2 separate regions of the Xenopus tropicalis genome follow, and region 1 is linked to region 2. A link is a contact called in public Hi-C data. All regions are on one chromosome and are shown on one strand. Each heading gives the region's core, a stretch centred on a gene start, on an enhancer-like site or on the middle of the called end of the contact. The rest is flanking DNA. Distances are from core to core; before and after follow the strand shown.

Region 1 (7,424 bases), core at 2,029-4,528, 170 kb after region 2:
CATTGCTGGTCAGGATTTTCAAAGCTAACTTCTTACCAAAAATATAGTCAGGCAAGAGGCACAGAGCAGTATTGAAATATTTCTCATTCAAGACCAAAGGGTATGAACAGCAGGTTGAGCAGGGGGACCACCCCAGGTGGGAGAAGGTGACACAGAGACTCCTGTAAGGTGCTGGGTGGCAGATGCCTACAGCTATTAGACTACACCCATATCTCCTGCATACAAATACCAAATACTTCTCATTTCTGGATCAGTGTATAATGGATACATCTTTTGCAAAGGACTGGACAGTAAATTCCAGTATTTGCAAATAATCATTGTATATAATTTTATGGGGAAAGTAGCCTTTTTTTTTATAAATTTCATTGGTTATTTTTCAGCTCAATTAAGTTTTAAAAATAGAAAAAAAACAGTCAAAATTACCAGGTATAAAAAAAAAAAGTTTGAGAAATGTGTGATTTTACCAGAAATTCTTTCTATATTGCTTTACAAAGCAGCAGTACATTCCTTGCATATAAGTTCATTTACCACTTAAAAACAAATTGTGAATTTAAAAAAACTGGTAAGGACTCATTTGCCGATTTAAATTTCTAAAATCTAAAGACAAAAGTAACAAACATTTGAATGGTTCGAAGCCTAAAAATGTGCAGAGAAACAGCAAATCAGGTAGGGAAAAGTGAAATGGAGCAGCCGAAGCAGCCATATACTTTACTGTGAAACTAATCAGCTACTTGGCAGGTTTTGCAATTAAATGGCAAGTAAATTGCCTTTTACTCAATTAAGATAACAAACAATGATGACCCCTGCAGATAAGAACAGCTCATCAATGGACTGTCAATGCATATTCACACTTTGTTTATTTACAGGTGCCTGCCTGTAGATCAGGTAATTGCCGTTTCTTTCTTTATGCAGAAAACACTCCTGAAAATACCACAATCCAATAGCAGATTAAAGAGAAAATATCCTATATGCATTATCTCAGGGTGAAAAAAACCTGGTAAGTAACTTTATGGATAAAGCACAAATCAAGTAAATTGCTGGGAGCAACATTATCTTGAAAAGGAGCTAACCTACACATTCCATACTGTAATGTCATCTCAAACGAGATTCTTGATGGGGTTGTCATTTAACACTTGTCTGTCTAAAAGTCTATTAAAGGAAGTATGTGCAGAAGGACAAGGTATTAGTCAATTAGAGGTGCCACTGGCTGGAACAACATACTGTTGACATTGAACAAAATAAACAAAACAATGGGCAAACGGCCGGTACAAGAAAGAACAAAATTAAATAAATAGCAAAATAACCGCCTTTAACACCATAAGTCTGCAGTTGATGATACTGCCTGCTCAGTCTCAGGATGGTCCATTGGTGGGTTGATGGGCAAACATTATTCTAGGTGCCCATACATGGGCAGATTTCAGCTAATGATTTGGCTCCTTTGGTTGAAGCTCCCAACTTATCTGCCTATGTATGGGGCCCTCCAACAGATATCTGGGTGAAAATTGGTCAGCTGTTGATTGGACATGTTTAAAACATCACTGGGGTGATTACTCCGATAGCCTGGCCACAGGGGCAAATGATTGGATCAGTCCAATATCACCCACCTCAAGCTGGGCTTATCAGAAATAATTGACCTCATCAAACCAGCAGATCTTGCAATGTATGGCCATCTTAAGTCTGCCTCATATACTTCTTATATGAAACACTTATCTAATCCAGAGAAAGAAACTGTGGAGTATCAGGAAGTTGGTCCACAATATGGGCTGTGCTACTGAAACCATTCAACAAAAAGACTCCAGCTTCTCTATACAAGATCCTAAGCACAATTAACTGCTTAATTAACTTAGGAGTCACTTTGTATCTCAAATGGATCAAGTGCTTTTTTGTTGGTAGTTACTAGTATTGGACATTTCCTAAAAGTAAGTGGGGTCTTAAAAGTGGCATTAGAAGAACATGTGCAAAAAAATGTTATGGGCTCAATTCCATGATCTCTTTCTCATCTCTCCATCAGGATAAAAGCACATAAGGCAATTTTCAGAATTCTGTCATCCAGGTGCTTTGTAGCTTTATGGGTGTGGGAACAAATGTTTAAAATGCGCCCCCAATCACACTGAGTGGCAGTTGCCTAAAAGGGATACAAGTCCACCAATCATCTTCTTGTACCAAGTACCAAGTTCCCAAAATGCTGAGGACTTTTTTGTCATTGAAACAATCTTGAATGTGCCTTTAGAACATTTTTAGTCACAGGTTAATGGTTAATGCAAGAATATAGAGTTCAACTAAAGGAAAACTATACCCTCAGAATGAATACTTAAACAGTTTATATCATGTTAAGAGGACAATTAAAGAATATTACCAAACTGGAACATAAATATTATATATATATATATATATAAATAGAGAGAATGTCGGCACTCGCAGGGTTTCCACATAAGGAAAGTCCGAGTACAGGACTGAAACGTTGGAAAGAATAAACAACACCGTTTGTATTTAAAACCGTTTATTTTTTTGTCCTTATGTGGAAACCCTGCGAGTGCCGACATTCTCTCTATTTGTCTAAAACTTTTAGCTCGAGCACCCAGGTATTGAAATTTTGAAGGTGTGCTCCCCAATCCTACATTTTATATATATATATATATATATATATATATATATATATATATATATATATATATATATTTCTCAAAAGAAAATATATAAAAGGGCAATATATATATATATATATATTGCCCTTTTATATATTTTCTTTTGAGCCACCATTTAGTGATGGGCTGTGTGGTCCCTCAGAGATCACCTGACAGGAAATGATGCAGCTCTAACTGTAACAGGAAGTAGTGTGGGAGTAAAAGACAGAGCTCTGTCCATTAATTGGCTGATGTAACCCAACCTATATGAGTGCCCTTGGTTTGTTTGTGTGCACCGTACATCATATGATCCCAGGGGATAGTTCTTAGTAATTTCTAAATTCTAAAAAATCTAAATTTCACAAGGATTCATTTAGATGAAGCAGGGATTTACATATAAGCTGCCTCAGTTCACAGCTAACTGTAATTAAAATAAGATGGAGGGAAGCTTTGTCATGAGAAAATAGGATGGAAGATCTTTCCGTTTGTTGCAAATAAGAATATGTATGTATAAATGCATTACCCTGCCCTTAGACAAAGTATCACTCTATTAAATGTGTAAAATCCAGCCTTCAACGTAAGCACCCACATGCAAAAAACAGAGTCATCTTGTTTGACTTAGCACATCAATGCAAAAGCAAATGAACTACCTAAGTGCCCTAATTAACTGCTTTGCAAGTGAATGCAGACATTAGTGCAACACTGCACCCGTTAAACTCTCTTGCATGCTAGGTTTGTTTCAGTTAACATTTCAATGCACCAATTAAATAATCATTTCTCCCCCCACACAATTAGTCAGTGTGAACATCATTTGCTCAATAACTATGTATTTAAGGGGGAATGAGACAGGGAGAGAGCGTTTGTTGGGGGCCCTAGACAGGCAGGAATATTGCACATCACACAGTGGAGAACATATGCTTGAGAATATCTTCTTTGTATTTTTAGTGCCATTCCTTGAAAATATCCCTCCTTTTTGAGCTCATTTAGTTGGGCTTACTGTATATAGAATATAAAACCATTATGGTCCTTCACTGTATTATGGTTTTCTTTCAGTCTGTGTAATCAAGTATGTCTGTGCAAAATAAATACATTTACAGTATATTCATTTCTGATGGTTCAGACAGTGTTTGTGCACCTTTTCTAAATGAAGGAGCTCAAATAAAAATGGTAAATTTTTATTTTATTTGCTCCATGACCCTGAAATTCATGAACTTGCTTCATTTTTACTTTTTAACACATAATCTGTATTATATATTTGAAACCAGTTAGTATAAAAAAGGTATAATCAAGAGAGCATGCCAGAACATTCCCAACCTGTGCAAATGGCTACTTGCACAACACAACTGTCCTCCATATTCCCCCTTTCTAAGAACCTCATGAACAAGATTTGTGGATAGGAATCTGCTGCCCCCTATTTGGCGAAAACCAATCACATCACCAATTCCAAGAAAGAATTGCCATCATCACCATGTATGCATGTATTACTGTACTGCCCTACATGCAGAATGAACAAGCTCATACAGAGCGAACCACAACAAATATATAACTTGCAGCCTTCCAGTTCTTTGAGTGACAAGCGCAGAGATCCTCAGTCAAACCACTGTAAGCAGTTCGCAATGGCTAAGGGCTGCTGGTTTGATAGATCTCATTAAGAGCTCTTTGTTTAATACATGAAAAGGACAGAGAGAATGCAGTTAGCAGACAATGCCATTTGTTAGTCGGTGCCATAATCTCAGGCTGCCAAGATTTTCCCTAAGAAAAAAACCATAGCCCTGGATCACTGCATGGATTTAACCCATTTTCGGGATATTCCTTATTATATTTGCGGGATGCTAAATATGGTCACTCCTCCACAATAATTAAAATAATATATACACCCTATTACAAAATGAGGTTTATGTTAAAAATATGTTATATGGTTTATATTTTATTTGACCCAGATATCCAAAACCTACAGAGTACCGATGTAGTCATATAGCCAAGATGGCAGAAAGCTTGCTTGCCTTTACCAGGCACTAACATTAGAATGATGCATCTCTTTCTTGTTAACCCAACAAGTCATAGATATTACCAATTGTTTAAATCCATATTTTTGCATTATAATGTCCAATTAAAATTTAAAGATCACTAGCAAGTACTTTTGTTTGTTGACTATACAAAAACATTTAACCACATGAATAAGCCTGTGAATTCAATGCATTTAGCAAAATAGCTAACCACTCTATGGCCTAAAGGCATTAAAAGCAGCTCAAAGGTCAATAATTGTGTTTATGTTTATTAAGAAAGAAGCAACATTTACTTGTTTCTTTAAAGACAAGGTAAGAATAGAGGAGGGATATATAAGGCAACCGAGTGAATCTCTGTTAATGACACCCATTACAATGTCCCATTATAGTAAAGGTACTGCAAGGCACCCACGCCTTGGGGAAGTTCCACACAAAATCACTATGCAAATGTATGGATGTGCACAGATATAGACATGTACAGACATACACAATATAGTCCAACACCCTGTGGTTGCACTACACTTGTTACCTGGCTGTCTCTTGCCTCAGCTCTATTTTAAAGGATGCTTATGGCTATGGTGACAGATGTGCTTCACCTTAACAATCCACTCTATCAGACTGGTGAGACATTTGTCTGATGATGACATGTTCTCATGGAAAACTGCTGCAGCAACAGTAGTTCCCAATTGTGACTGGGTAGGGAAAAGATCCCTATGCAAGCTACAATGTCTGAGGGTAAAGGGGATATTATATAAGCACTATTAGGAAAATTAGAGATTGCCTTACTAACTAAGGTGTAAATACCTAACAGGATACTGGGAGTTTTATAGGTCTCTCTCAGTGAGGTGTGAGTACTTAATAAATGGTTTGGCCCAACTTGCCTTTGTGTGACTATAGTTGTAGGTGGGGTTCAAGTGAACCAGTTGCCCATCAGAGTAGTACAGTGTTCCCAATAAAAAAAATCAACAGAGGCACGTGTCAAACGCTGTAAAACCAATGAAGGTGTCAAAAGGTGTCAAATGCCTGTCTTTGTGAAATAAAAGAAGTTCCTACATCCATCTTGTCCTTTCTCTTGCTCTTTAGGGGAAGCGTATACTCTGTTCAAAAATTCATCCTTACATAAGCAAAATTAAATTAATAAAGTGCCAAAAACCTGTAAGACACCAGGGATGTTATTTTAAAGTAATGAAAACGGCAAATTCATTGCCAATGGGTATTTACAGTTTGGGAGAGGAGGACCAAATTCTGGGAATACCCCCACCATCACCAAATCTTCTACTGCAATAGCCTGCAACCATAAGTGCACTGGTCATGCCAGTGTCAATTTATAATGTGACTGCCACATTTTTAAATGACTATCACCATAGAAATGAATGGGAGGTTAGCATTTGGCCTCTGCTTTATGACCTGTTAATGGCCGCAGGTGGCAAAATGCTGGAAATCATCACATGTACTATAGGCTAATAGCATACAGTATGTTTTGTTGCTCACGCTACATTGCCTCAAATGCAGGTGGCAGAAATGACTTGGTATCAGCATGAATAAAAAGAAAATATGTAAAGTGACTAAAAGTTTACTTTTATAAAGTCCATTAGCACAATGGATGTGTGCATCCCCTCTCTGTATAATCAGTGTTTGGGCCTGCAAATATGCATAACCTTGTTTGTAGGAGAAGGCCTTCATGGCAAAGCTGCAGGATATATAGACAAATGTGGGGTGAATAGAGTGCTATCCACTGATTTCTATGGACAGGTCTCATAAAATTGGTTTTTAGATTTTTCTCTTTTAGATTCCATTATTTGCAGAAGACTTAGACCTAAAGCTGCTCACTATAAAATATTTTCTCATTAGGGAATCATATAAAATTATACTGTAAAATACAAAAGTACATGTATTTAAACCCGTAGGTATTTATTTGAAATGATTTCACCTATAAAAACAAGATGTGGAGCTCTTACAGCTAACGAAAACAAGGGTCAGTTTCTGGGAGATGCATTATTCGAATGTGCAAAAGATAACATTTAGCAAAGTACCAATTTCTCTCTTTTACCCCTGTAGGGCTGTAATAAAATAGCGCCAAATTCTGATTTGGGTTACAAATAAACATTAAAACAGATCAAATATAGTTAAAATCAAGTTAACATGCGCCCATTTGATTCCAAGTGAATGTAAAATTAGTAATATTTACAAACTGAACAATCTAGGAATTCTCCATGATTTCATAGTAAGAAGACTAATGGGTAATGGCAAGGATATAAGAGCTATATATAAGTGTAGTCGGCCACTTCTCCTATAAAGGGGTTAAGGCATTTGAGTTGGCCTCCTTAAAATCGTGCAGCACCCTGGAATTGCCCGACAAAAGGCTTCATCCCTGGGAAAAAAAACATTGTCCTTTTCAGAATGTTAATCTGGTATATCACTTGCTTGCTGGTACACCCCTGCATGTACTTCTGCCTGTGCAGACAATTAAAAGAATACATTTATTTAATGCGCCTTATCATTCAACATTACAGCTTGTAATTCATGCTAACTAGATAATCAAAATTGTTTTCCCCCCTTCTCCGTCTCTTTATTTAAATGCTCGTTTCTTGATGAAACTTGGTGGATGCTGCATATCTTACGATTAACGGACAACGTCTAAAGCATCCCCGTCCTCTAATCTCCCTAAAATCCCTTTTCATCGGATTGTTTAAGAATGCTTGAAAGGCTAACACCAAGTGGTAGGCTACTGCACATGTGGGGGGGAGGGGGGGCCTCTGTAGGTTAGCTAATTAAACTGTTTGTCTGCTGAAAC
Region 2 (7,800 bases), core at 2,317-4,816:
ACTTGAATAAGGTAATTTATTCCCGCAGTGTATGATACTGATAAAATATTTCCCCTTGCTGGCCTAGAGTCTGTTTAATGTAAGCCATCATATATCTTTTTTCCAGGAATCACCCACTATACTTTAGAAAATTAGGATAAAGCCCTTGCGGTACCATACCCAATTTTCCCTGTCCTGCACCTGCTTACCCGCATTCTTTTCCCTGTACTGCTACACCTGACCTGTGATGTCACATGGGGAATCGTTTTCACCAGGACAAAGTAGATTTTTCTTTGACCCCAAGTAGATGTGTACAACTACCCACCTGCAGCTAAAGGGTGCCCACAGGCCACCCACCTTATTCTGACCTAGTCTGACTGCTTTGCAGGTATACAGTATTTCTGGTTCTGACACTGCAGCAGATGCAGCTAATGAACAGATTTGCATGAGAACTGATTTCTGTTACCAGAACCATAGAACAGAATGTAATAAATACTATTTTAACCTGCAATTTTATTTACAAATTACTTTAAAACCTTGAAAATTTTTTGAAGGGACAGCAGACAATTGCTTTGGATTCTTTTATTATTAAGACATTTTTCCTTTATTTTCCTTTATTAGTAAGACATTTTTGCAATGGAGATACCCTTTAATTATAGTTGCCTCCGATGTTCTTGTAGATTTGTAAATGTAAGTGCAAATTCAAATATAAATGATATTAAAAGGCTGTGTAGAATATTTCTAAATATTACAGGGTAATGCAGTTTGTGAAAAGTTGCCAGTATGGGCAAAGACATATGCAGCATTTAATAGGCGCGACTTTTTAAAAGGTTGCAGCGACTAATTTGTGCAGTGCAAATGGCGCTTAATTAGTCGCATTGACTTATATAGAAATCTATGATGGGTAAGTTGCCACAATTGGTCGCCACAACCAACTTTTTTGGCTATTAATCGCCCCGTGTGGCTTCCCCCTAAAGTGGGCCCTGAAATTACAACTATTCAATTCAAATTAAGGTTTAGATTTGGTTCAGAATTCAGCCAAATATTTTGTGTAGAATCCAGAAATGGCAAATTCAGCAACTCTTTTTAACTTATATTTAATTTAAAATACATATTTTGCAGAGTTTTTACAGAGATTGTTTAATATTTACATCATACATCATTACATAATGTTGTCATGCACACAAGGGTCGTTTTCATTGGATGCCAATTATGAGGAGTCAAACCCAAAAAAGGAATTGATATAAACTTACTCTGTGCTTTCCTGAACACTTTTGCAGTTTACATTTTTTTTATTTTTAGAGGTTTCTGTGGTATTTTTTGCTAATACCAGGCTTTTGGCTCAACTGAGAGTCCTCATATGAGAGCCTATATGAGAGCCCTAGGGTTAATAGAATAAATGAAGTGCCTAAAAAGTGCATAGAAAGTTAGGGTTTCTATCGCTTAGATTTTCAAAGAGGTGTTAAGCTGAAAGCCTATCAGCAGTTTAAAACTGATAATATAAACTGCAAAAGTACTCTGATGACCACTGAATACATTTATATCAATTTGTATTTTAGGGTTTCGATAATCCCTGATTATTTGTTATTTATACAATGAGCCTTCTTTTTAGTATTCTTATGTATGTAGACAAAGTATCTAAAACTGAATACAATATTCAAGTGGAAGTCTTAACAAACCTGTTTTTTAACAATGGATTTTTACAGTAAAGTTACTAAAGTGCTGAAATTTAAAAAAAAAAAAAAAAAAAAAAAAAAAAGTAAAGCAGATCAGTTAACTAAGTACAAGGTACTGCTTTATAAAAGAGAATAGCAGATGTGTCAATAATGATTTTTTTTTTCCAAAACAAACAATAGGGAAGGACATTTAAATATATCATTGCCTAGCATTGTATCATTTTTATTTATATAGCTTTGACATATAGATATATCACATATAGGACTTTTGCTGAACACATATTTTGCCTTTTTTTGTTTTACAAAAGAATTATGTTTTTTATTATTTCTTGAGCCAAGAAGGAAAATTAAAGCTACTCCATGTTTGTCCCTTGTGAGATAGATAATTAAATTACCAGTGCATGGATAATCCCCCTGCATAATGGAATCCTTCCATTCTATTAATGTGCCTCACAAAAACTTTTTTGGGAAGGAAGAGGGGGACTCATGATCTAATAAATGGCATTTTATATATATATATATATATATATATCAATCCAAATGGTGTCCGCACTCCAAGGCTCAATATTCTGCGGGGTGCTTAGCCAAAATTATGTATGCATAGAAAATAATCATCTGTGGCCAGCACACCCTTCAATGTTTCATCCAAAAATTTTTTTTATTGCAGATATATTGTTAAAACCAACGTTTCGGTCCTTGTTAGGACCTTTCTCAAGGATAAAAAACAATAGTGCATCACATCTAAATACCTGTGTACCCTAGCATGTGAGATTGGGCACCTAATTTCACATGCTAGGGTACACAGGTATTTAGATGTGATGTGATGCACTATTGTTTTTTATCCTTGAGAAAGGTCCTAACAAGGACCGAAACGTTGGTTTTAACAATATATCTGCAATAAAAAATTTTTTTGATGAAACATTGAAGGGTGTGCTGGCCACAGATGATTATTTTCTATATATATATATATATATAGTAGTTGAAAATGGATCTGTCTACGCCAATGAGGACTGCACCCAGGCAATCGGTAACCATTTATTTCGTGAGTGCTGTGCATTTTGAACTGTATATATATATATATATATATATATATATATATAGTCTCTTAGAAAGCACTCACGGTAAAGTATAAAAATGAAACAGTTTATTAAACAAAAAATCTGTAATCTATAATATATATATACCTTGTGAATATATTAATACATATATCTAATTTCCTAATTTACAGGCAAGGCACTGCCTAGTACAGGTATGGGTCTATTATTCAGAATGCTTCAGACCTAGGGTTTTCTATAATTCTATACTTTAAAGCTAATAAAAAACATTTCAATATTAAATACACCCTGGGATTATTTTGCCACCAATATGGAATATTGCTAATTGGAATCAAGTACAAGATAGTTTTATTATTACAGAGAAAAGGGAAATAGAAAATTAAATGATTTGCTTTAAATGAACTTATGGGAGATGGCTTTCCTGTAATTCAGATTGGATCTCATATTAATAATATTATTCACCCCTCTTACTAGGGTTACGGTTCTTTTGAGAAAGCAGACAAATATTCCACACCAATAAGTGTATACAAAAGTGAATGTATTGAATAATCAAGAGATTGTTACAATTAAGTGATAAAACTAAAACGATATTTACAATTAAGGATTAATGCCTAGTCTACATCATAGTTACCAACAATAACAAAGTGAAAGAAAACATGGTGGTCATCTTCTCTCTCTCCATCAGGCCCTCATAGCTTCCCTATGGGTCATCTGTTGGCTCTTTCTCCCATCTCCAGTCTTCATGTGCTGTCCTCCTATGCTCCCTCGCCACACACTGCCCCATCTCCTCACAGGCTGCCCCCACAGCTAACATCCCAACTCATCAGATGGAGAATAATAAAACTCCCAACTTGCCCATTGTCCACATCCTGTTGAGCGAGTTTCTTGCATGCAGAAATTAGTTTTATAACTACTGTAGGAGACATACAGCCCAACTACAATTCACAGGAAAATCCTTTGATATGTATATTTTGAGTCTGGGTGTGACTTGGAATATAAATTACCTGGAAAACTGACTCTGTAATCAATACAACTCCCCCATACAGTGTATAACACATAAATATGTATAAGGCCACAAACACACACATATATAACAAGGACTAATGGCACCCAAAATAAGCAATTTCTTAAACAGGTTTACAGATCCCATACTGTCATGGGGGGTAGGCAAGGTATGGACACATGCCCCAGGGTTGGGAGGCAATGGGAAGGTGAATTAAAACATTCAGTGGTTTGGTGGTTTTCCAGTGCATCCTCCTAGGTCTGGAGGGGTGTTGCCCACAGACCCATACACTTCCAGTCATTAGCCCCAAATCTCTGTGAGCTTATTTAGGCAACCATTGGCATATAGCAAAGTTTTGCACAGGTCATGAGCGCTAGGGGGCCTATATGCCCCAGCAAGCAACTTCAGGGAGATCATATTAAATAATACAAAATTAGTACCGTAGAAAATTCCCCCTTCTGAAACCTACACACTTTACATATTAGCCTTTCTATTATTCATTTATTCTGGAGTTTTTCCAGTGGTGTTTCCAGTGGCATGAGTAAGTTAACATATACTATGCAAATATTGGAAAAAATAATTTTTACCATATTAACATGGTCCACCAACAAGAGAGAAAGTGTGCCCACACTTCAGTTTGAATCTGTATTCTTGCAGTGCTGGGTCTAAAATGGGCTAAACTCATTTATGGTTAAAATTATCGATTTCCCCTAACTGGTTGTAAAGCTGGAGTGGTGCCCGTATTGGTTTACTGTTCACAGTAACACAGCAAGTTTCTCTTTAGTATTTTCTCTGTATTTTTCACATTCAACTTGCACTGGAATAACTAAAATGTTTTTTACAGATGCCCCTGTTTTGGGAAACAGACATCTTATCAATTTAAAATTCATAAAAGTCGGCAATTTACCTGCTTCCAGATACAGTACAATATACTTCATAAGTACAGTGTTTGAGCAGAATCTATATCTATGTAGTATAAGCTTAAAGGGGTGCCATCATTAAAATGTAATATATGCCTCATCTCACAATAATATGAAATGTAATTAGTTAAAAATTGATTCTGCTTGGGGTAAGTGCTGTGCAGGCCATACTTGAGTGCTTTTAATGCTGCCCACATACTTGCATTGAAAGTCAGAAACCCAAGGTAAATGTTTTGGATCCACCACAGTTCTGACACCTATACTCTTCAGTAACCTTCTCTCGGCAGTCTCTGTCAATTTATTGCAGGAGCCGGAGTCAAATTTGCTTAATAATTTAAGTCACAATTATTGGAGTGTGCTTTCTTTGCCTAGACAATATATCAGGGCTATCTGTCTCATCCAACTCTGATACAAAGCTCCATATAGAGACACAGACTGCAGAGCTATAGTGAAGAGTAACTTGTTATTTCAGGAATAGTACAGGGTTTTTAACTGATTTTATGTAGAAAGTTTTGTATTGGGTGTTAACTAAGCTACATAAATCCCTGTTGGCACAGTGATCCTGTTGGGTTTTTTAAAATGTTTTGTAGCTTTAAAGAATGGTGCTACGCTGAAAGATCCCTTATCTGGAAAAGCCCATGTTCCAAGCATTCCATGATAGATCTCACAGTAAAATGATTTTAGTTAATGACTTGGAATTTGGCTTTGATAATGAATAATAAAAAAGTTAGTTGAACCCTATAAAAATTCTGCTTTTCGATTGCCTAACCCATAACTTGGACAGTCTTTGCCTTTCCTAACATTTCAAGCCTGGGAAAAAGAGCATTAGCAGAGATCTAGTATTTTACTTATTATAGTGATTTGCATGATTCTAAACTAGGTTTACAGGTGCAATTTAAAAATATTTTTTATTAGATGCCCGCTGTATATTTTTCGCTTGCAAGTCGTTTCTAATTAGCCAATGAAGTACAACTTCCAGGAGCCCTTGCCATGGAACTTTGCGGCTAGACAGAAGGGTGAGGAGCAAATTATGTGTTTTAAATTACTTATTAGCAATTTGGATACTGTGTGGGAGTTATAATTAGCTTGCGGTAACCTAATATGCATGGTCACCATAATTACCTGAGGCTGAATCCATCAGTAATTGTCGTCATCTTAGATCATTCATCCATGCTTTGCAACTCCCATTCATTATCACTTAATTATACCAAACAATCAAGCTTGTTAGACAACGGCAAATACACATTCACACCGTTTCTTTCGCAATGGAAGTGTCTCTGGCATAAATAATGATGTGCCTTATCTGGTCATCGGAAATGGTCTTATCCTAAAATTACTGAATTGGCTGAAAGCGTGACTGTGTATTAAGAATTAGTGGGTATGAAGCAAAAGAGGTAAAGGCTGGAAGGCAAAAAGAACGGTTCTCATGAAGCCTCCGAACATATGGTGTTGTGCATTATTAATGTCCCAATTAAACATGGGCCTTCTCTTGTTCTGTCACCTATAGGGAGGTGTCCTTTGGTTGGCAGCCAATAAAAATCAGAGAAAATGATAGGATGAAAATAGTTAAAAGTGATAATTGTCAAAACATATATTATGTATTATGACAGCAATAATATTGTCTACTTTTTATTTTTCAGTTTAAAAACGCCTTTTTAACCTTTTCAAGTGTCAATTTGCTAATTGGCAGTGCCTTTTTTCCCTTGCACATCAAAGGCATAGCTTAGGGATACATATGGTACCAGTCCACGGGAATTATCCAAGCTAAAACTGCAAGTTAATAAAAGACTTCTTTTTGTATTGTTTATATACTTCTAGGTTTTCTGTATGATTTAGCTGAATGTAGCTTCTAAACCAGTACTTTTTTAGATTAAAAAAAAAATCTGAAATTGGAAGTTGGAAAAGATGTGGTCAAGCTGTAAAGTCATGATAAAATCCTGTGCAAAGTCAGGATAAACTCCCATGTACTTTATAAATAATTTATACTTGTGCACAAGTGGAAATTTCTGATATTTGGTAAATTGTATCCTATTGAAGCCGTATTGCCACAGAACATCAGGTTTTTATACCAACTGTTGTGGTCTGTACAAAACATAGGTATTAGATCATTTATCCAGAATGCTTGGGACCTTTGTCTACAAAAAAAAATTAAATAGTTAATAAACCCAATATGATTGTTTTGCCTCCAGTATGGATTAATACTATTTTAGTTGGGATCAAGTAAAAGGTTCTGTTTTGTTATTACAGAAAAAAGGAAATGTGTTTTAAAATTTTGAATTATAGACTCTATGGGAGATGACCTTCCCATAAATAGGAGCTTACTGTATAATGGGTTTCTGGATAATGGATCCCATACTTGGACATATTTCATGCAACATGCAACTTTAGCTGTATTGGGTTGTTTAAAATAATTTGTGTTGATCCTTCATTTTTAAATAGCTTTAACTGTTATTTGCTTATATACCGCTGGACTTCAAGTTGCTGCAAAATAAGCTTAGCTCTCTAATTTCCACAACATGTATTTTACTGTTTCTGTGATTTAGTAGTTAAGGAAGACAGGAATTGCTTCCCAACTAATTGATTCAGAAGTTCATTAAACCCCTCCCATGATAATTCGAATTTTACAAAATGATTATTATATAATAATGAAACAAGTACCTTGTACCCTGATGGCAACTAAGGTGTATAAATCCATGTTGGTGGCAACACAATAATATTGGCTTGTAATTAATATTTAATTGGTTTTCTAGCAGACTTAAATGCAGAACAGTGGCAACATTCAGCAAATGACAAAACAAGGGATAGTTTTTTGGTGAATCTTCAGTACAGCAATGGACTATTTTAGCATAGTATAGTCACTTTAACAAGTAGCTTTTTTGGGGAGCCAGCGTCTGGGTTCTTAAAATTTGATTGTTTAGCAGTAACATTTCTCTGTTTTTGGTTCCCTGATCAGAATAGACAGAAAGTGATAATTGTGTTTGGGTTGGGATGGGGGCTAAATTTAAGGCATTTTCTACAAAGATTCCTTCCCAATATACCAGGGACTATTCCATGTATAAATCCCCAGAAAACATGGCAGCATATATTCAGTGGCAATTTCATACTCTGTGCAATCCCCCAATGCACTCATTCTGTCATCATGCAGTGGGGGGAGGCAGAGGCGGTGA

The links. A called contact is a pair of places that touch in the nucleus more often than the background predicts.
Region 1: a Hi-C map of gastrula embryo shows a contact between it and region 2, with 2.2 times the contacts expected there. The contact joins two enhancer-like sites. A contact is called at or near these places in 3 of 5 Hi-C or Micro-C datasets (gastrula embryo, neurula embryo and tailbud embryo).

What each region holds. Positions count from the first base shown.
Region 1 is chr5:32,964,358-32,971,781 of UCB_Xtro_10.0, forward strand. All of the region lies in intron 21 of ehbp1 (EH domain-binding protein 1), which reads right to left. Among named protein-coding and RNA genes, the nearest start is that of otx1, 51 kb to the left of the region's middle. Within about 2 kb of position 3,279, at least 2 of the 11 cell types and tissues checked have an H3K27ac peak or open chromatin away from gene starts, as enhancers often do. A contact at or near this core is called in gastrula embryo, where this site is marked.
Region 2 is chr5:32,797,090-32,804,889 of UCB_Xtro_10.0, forward strand. The region is part of intron 7 of wdpcp (WD repeat-containing and planar cell polarity effector protein fritz homolog); the gene reads left to right. Among named protein-coding and RNA genes, the nearest start is that of wdpcp, 35 kb to the left of the region's middle. Within about 2 kb of position 3,567, at least 4 of the 11 cell types and tissues checked have an H3K27ac peak or open chromatin away from gene starts, as enhancers often do. A contact at or near this core is called in gastrula embryo, where this site is marked.